Regions from separate parts of the Mus musculus genome. Here region 1 is linked to region 2. Evidence: chromatin contacts called from public HiChIP or PLAC-seq data. All regions are on one chromosome and are shown on one strand. The core of a region is the stretch at or near the end of the contact, and the rest is flanking DNA. Distances in the headings are between cores, read along the strand shown.

The links. HiChIP or PLAC-seq counts read pairs in DNA pulled down with a chosen protein or histone mark.
Region 1: an SMC1A HiChIP or PLAC-seq map of large pre-B cells shows a contact between it and region 2, with 25 times the contacts expected there. The contact joins two enhancer-like sites. A contact is called at or near these places in 3 of 15 datasets of contacts at CTCF or cohesin (the NIH/3T3 cell line, large pre-B cells and pro-B cells), 1 of 484 Hi-C or Micro-C datasets (cortical neurons) and 6 of 115 datasets of contacts at active chromatin or transcription factors (SST interneurons, cardiomyocytes, embryonic basal ganglia and 3 more).

The regions. Positions count from the first base shown.
Region 1 is chr1:165,113,689-165,116,388 of GRCm38.p6, reverse strand. No RefSeq gene overlaps it. Among named protein-coding and RNA genes, the nearest start is that of 4930568G15Rik, 23 kb to the right of the region's middle. Within about 2 kb of position 1,383, at least 43 of the 459 cell types and tissues checked have an H3K27ac peak or open chromatin away from gene starts, as enhancers often do.
Region 2 is chr1:164,391,042-164,393,741 of GRCm38.p6, reverse strand. All of the region lies in intron 12 of Nme7 (NME/NM23 family member 7), which reads right to left. Among named protein-coding and RNA genes, the nearest start is that of Gm39690, 26 kb to the left of the region's middle. Within about 2 kb of position 1,336, at least 23 of the 459 cell types and tissues checked have an H3K27ac peak or open chromatin away from gene starts, as enhancers often do.

The DNA of each region.
Region 1 (2,700 bases), core at 134-2,633, 720 kb before region 2:
TGCTCAGTACATAGACTCAGGAATTATTATTGTTAAATTTATTACATATGTGTGTATATGTTTGCCTGCATATATGTTTGTGTATTTCATGAGTGCCTGGTGCCAGTGGAGGTCAGAAATGAGTATTGGATCCCTGGAACTGGAGTAACAGGAGGCTTGTAGGTGCTGGGAACTGAACTTGAGACTTCTGCAAGAGCAGCCAGTGTTCTTAACTGCTGAGCTATCTCTCCAGTCTTGATGCTGACGATGATGCTGATGATGGTGATGATTGTGGTGGTGGTGATGATGGTGATGCTGATGCTGATGACAACAACAATGAGGATAACACAACAATATGAAGTTGGAAATAGAAGGGTCTGGGGTTCCTGGAAGAATTGGAAGGAGGTAGTGTGATGTGGGTTTGACGAAAATATACTGTATGTGTATATGGAATTTATAATGAATAAATAAAATATTAAAAATCAAACAACAGGAGAGTTGTAACATTTGTTATTGGCTTGGCAGTTGCTTTGCAGTAACATTTCAGAATGATGACCCCAATTTAACCTGTGACAAGTGCTAAATGAATGCTCCCCCTTTGCCCAGGAGTGCCCACTGCTTTACCATTGTTCCAAAGGCACCATTCTGCTCTCTGAGAATCTTAGGAGTGGCTGTGAAAACCACGGCTTTCCTGTCCCTCTGCAGTAGCTTACTGTCAGGCCAGGCATATCTAGTGGAGTCCCAGACATGAACCTATGCAGCCTCCCCCCCCCCCCCGGTCCCCCCCACTGTCTTGTGCATCTTTTGGCCTCCACTTCAATCACAGGGGAAGTTGTATTTATAGCCAGAGAAAAGGAAATAGAGGTCATAGGTGGTCCAATTGGTGGCTGACTGAGTCACTGGCCTCTCCCAAGTTTCTTGAAGACAGATCAGGGGAGGGGGCTGGTGAGCTGGTGGCAGCTGTAGGGACTTTGCCTTGAAGCTGCACCGTGACCCACACAGAACGCAGTGTGTGCTCCTGCTATAAGTGCTTTGAGAGGAAAGGAAAGGACACTGGACTCCAGACCTAAGGGAATGCGCTAGAGAGATGGGCACACGTGAGGACAGACCTCTGAAATCGCAGGTATAACGGACAAAGGCTTCGGGAATCTCGTTTGGATTCAGATATTCATCCTGCATAGCGAAGCAGACTCAAGATTAGAGAACTAACTTCCCCTACCTCTCTTCTGATATCACTCTCCTATTATTTAAGTATTCTCCAGCCAAACTAAAAAGGATCTAACACACACCCCCTTTGCGCCAGAACGGAGAGTGGAACCCGCGGCGTCTGGAGAGCGGAGCCCACAGCATCTGGCTTCCCTCAAACCCGGTGAGAAGGCGTGGTATGCCCTGCTGGGGAAATGTGTAGATATGCCTTTAGAGTTTAACTGGATGACGGAGGTTCCACAAAGCAAGCAGAAGATAAGTGGGCTTTTGGCAAAGATAACGTTCAAGCGCCCTCTTCTGGGAGAGATTAAGAGTATTTTTAAATAGCAGGATCACTGCCCAGGGGAATATAAGAAACCAACACCATTTTCTACCCTTTAAAACAATGTAATTGATTTGTGAGCTCAAGGAAGCCATGGAAGAGCATATTGGAACCGTCTGCGCTTGGGATTTGGGAATGTGTGTCACTGCCACGTCCCTACCAGAATGAGGGACATATAGCAGCTGGATGCTACTGTAGTCAGATGTAACCAGGTTTTCCTTTTAGCTTAAGGGATGGTCTAGCTGAGACAGACTACTCATTCGGTCCTTAGGCTTGGCTTTCCCACGCTCAGTTTCTAATCTATGCCTTGGCCGGGAGTGTGGGGACTTTGGGGGTGTAATAATCCAGCAGCTGAGACAAATCTCAGAGGGAATCCAGTCACTGATGGCTGGACAGAAATTTGAAAATCATCTAGAAACAAGGAGGATGAAGTTAAATGTCATGGTTCTGGGGGGAAAAAACCAACTGTCTAAATATAGATTAGAACCTTTCACAGGAAAAGCTGTGAGGATAAGGAGATACAGGAGAACAAAAGGGAGGACTCGTTTTTCTAGCGTCCAGACTCAGTGCAAAGACATTGCCTGTGTGGGCCTGGCAGACCCCTGGGCGCCCCCCACTCCCAGGGAAGACATGGAGAATGAGGGCTGTGCTCGGAGCAGGCTTCTGGGACTCACAGGAGACTGGAAAGCAGGCAGGAGGTGATAATACACCGTGGCTCATGGCTCGCCTTACAGAGTAGAGAGAGTAAGGGATGTGAGCAGAGATTTCAGGAGACAGCGAAGCCCGAGCCCTGAGCTTTAAGTGGCATCTTGGGCTGGAGTCTTTGATCTCACTGTTCTCCAGTCTTCCCTGCCAGCTCAGAGGAGCTCCATTCTCGCAGGCCCCTCTGCACTTCCTACAAAAACACCAGCCTGCCGCTTGATTGCCTCCTTTCCAGTCTCAGCTGCATTTCTTCACAGCTCCAGTTACCGAGTGAATAGCGGTGTTCCTTGTTTCCAGGCAGTGTTTGCATCAGGGTGATTTGGTGTGCGATGCTGGGCTGTGGAGTCTGAGTGCCTGGGCAAAGTTTGGGTCCGGTTTCCTTCTAGCGTCAGACTATAGGCATGCTTGTTTACTAACCGCTTTGAACTCTTTTGTTTTCGGTTTTTCGAGACAAGGTCTCACTTTGCAGCTCTGGCTGGCCTGGAACTCAT
Region 2 (2,700 bases), core at 87-2,586:
CTAGGAGCATCTATAATGTATACTCTACATGGGCAGAAAAGGAAACGCCGCTCTTCCTTCTGAATGAGGAGCACGTCTTTCTTGCTCCTGGACACTCATTGCTTGCTGAACTCTTACTGCCTACTTGATAGGACAAAAGGTTTCATAGGATGCACGTAAGCATCTACTGATCCTCCATCTCCAAAAGATATGTTCAGGACTCCAGCAGATGCACGAAGCTTGGATATTATGTTTCTCATACAGACAAACTTTGTATAAAGTTGATTTTACCAAGCGAACACAGTAAAACATTATTAATAAGAATAATATAAATGTACTAAATATTTCTAGAATTTTCCATGTACTGTTTTGGGCTATGGCGGACTATGAAAAACAAACTGCTGAAAGCAAACTTGCAGCTAAGGGAGACGGCGGATGCATAACTCTCGACTTTGAAGTGAGACCTTATTTGTGGGTTCTAGGGTTTATTGGGAAAACTCTTTGTCCTTAGAACCACACTGCCCTGAACAGAAGCAAAAGTTGGAAGAACATGAGATAACTCGGGTGCAAAGGCTCTTGCTTTTAAGTCTCAGTCTAGAAAAATCTGAAGTAGGAATTCTTTAAACACAACCTCATCTGATCCAACATTTATCTAAAAGATAAGTCCATTTCCACTGGTCAGTGGGGTAAATCAGGGAAAAACAGTATATAACAACTCAGTCAGTCATTTACATTTACTGTCCATTTTTTAATGTGAAATGAGTTTTATTTAAAAATGTAAGATATCTTTTTAAGTACTTTTATGAAAACTACAAACTTCTTTCATAATATGAATAACCAGTTCCTAAATCACATGTAAGTGAATATTTTCATTATATTTGAATTAAGTGCTTCCAAAAATTATGCTTATAATTAACTACATGGAAATAATGATTTTTGTTTACTAGCTGGTATTAACGAACAAAAACCAACACTCAAGATTAAAAGGGTCACATACATCTTCTGGCTGCATTGGAGGGTTCTTAACATCCTTCTCTTTGGCCTTTCAAGGGTTAGGACTGTCTCACTGACACTTCCTGAGACAGCATAGCTCAGGATTATTTACACTGATCGTAACTGAGTCAGAACGTAGGCCTGGTGCTGGTGTGACTAGTTTTTTTTGTTTTGTTTTTTTTTACCTTTGGGTAGACTTGTAAAGTGACAGGGTCTTTTGTATCTAACATTGGTCATTTCCCAGGGTCTCAGAAAGATTTAAACATATTTTCCTTCCATCTCAATGCACAGTCTATTGTCCTAAGCAGTGCCCCTGGGAGCTGACATTTGAAACTGCAAACAGCATGTCATGTTAGGGAGATAAAGCTGGCATATGTGCACCAGCCTCCTGGGATTCCAAAACGCTAGCAGCCCCAGCTGGTGCTGCGCCTCTGTCCCAGGGTGCACTGCTCCAGGCAAGCTTAAGTTCCACCTTCTGACTGTCAGAGGGACGCATCTGACTGGAATATGGTTAGTCTAAAGTCTTTTAGGGCAAAGGATACAATAGTATTTTTACCAGGAGAGAGAAAAAGAGGTGAGCTTGGGGCCTCTCTCATGCTAGGCAAGGGTTCTATCCCAGAGCTACTTCTCAGCCTCGAAAGATCTTAAAGAAAACAGCATTATCAATTAATATTTCTTGAAGAGATACAAAGAGCTGCTTAAACTAACATTCATTCTTTCTAAAATATATATTGAGTATTTGTTTAATACCAGATGTCCTGAAAATACCAGAGAAAGAAAAGATAAAACTTTCTTTCCTTCCCCACTATATACACGGTGAAACAGAAGTGAAGGAAATGAAGGTGAGTGACCAGAGAGTGACCCTTGCACAGTGTTCAGATGCTGATGCCTATTACAGAGAAAACTCAACCAAATGTCACTTAGACTGTCCATGGAGGTAGGAGCTGAGCTAGGTCTCTCTGAGTTGGCACATTCAAACACTAATCCTGCTAAGCACAAATGGTGGAATGGACTATGTATGTATCTGCTTGGATGATGTGAGGATGGTGCATAGCTACTGCTAAGAGAGCTAACTGTGCCTGCCCTGTGGGTGCTTTCCCAACCAGTCTATTTTTTCCTGCTACTCCTGACTTCTCTCTGCCCACAGGATTTAGAAACTGTGATTTAAAAACACAATTGTTGCTTTTGAACTGATAGGAGAAAGACTCTTAAAGAGCACATTTCCTGTCCATCTTTAGACAGGTGTCTTTTCCTCTCCCGTACCACTCCCATTCCACGGTACTTATTTTACCTGTTGGTTATCTGTCATATCAGTGAAGCGAAGACACTGCCAGATAGTGCATTTCTGCCACTCTCTCTAGCACCAGTGCATCCTATGGGCTAGGAATGCTTGGTATCTAAATAGTACTTGGCATATGGTCGAAGAAATAAAACAATAATTAAGAAAGAGGTTTAGGAAGGAGCAAGTTTAGAAAATCGCCAGGCTATCTCAGTAATTAACCCACCAAGCCCTAGTTTTTAGAAACAGGGTTTCATGGAGCTCGGGCTGTGTTGAGTTCACTGTGTAGTGGAGGCTGGCCCTGAGCTCTGATGCTTCCTTCTCCTCCTCCCCAGCCATGGAGAGTATAAGCATGTGCACCATGCCTGTTCACATTAATACTTGCAGTGTCAGCTTCAGGGGGAAAGTTATATGCTCTCTCCCAGTTTATACCATGGTGGAGGCCAGCG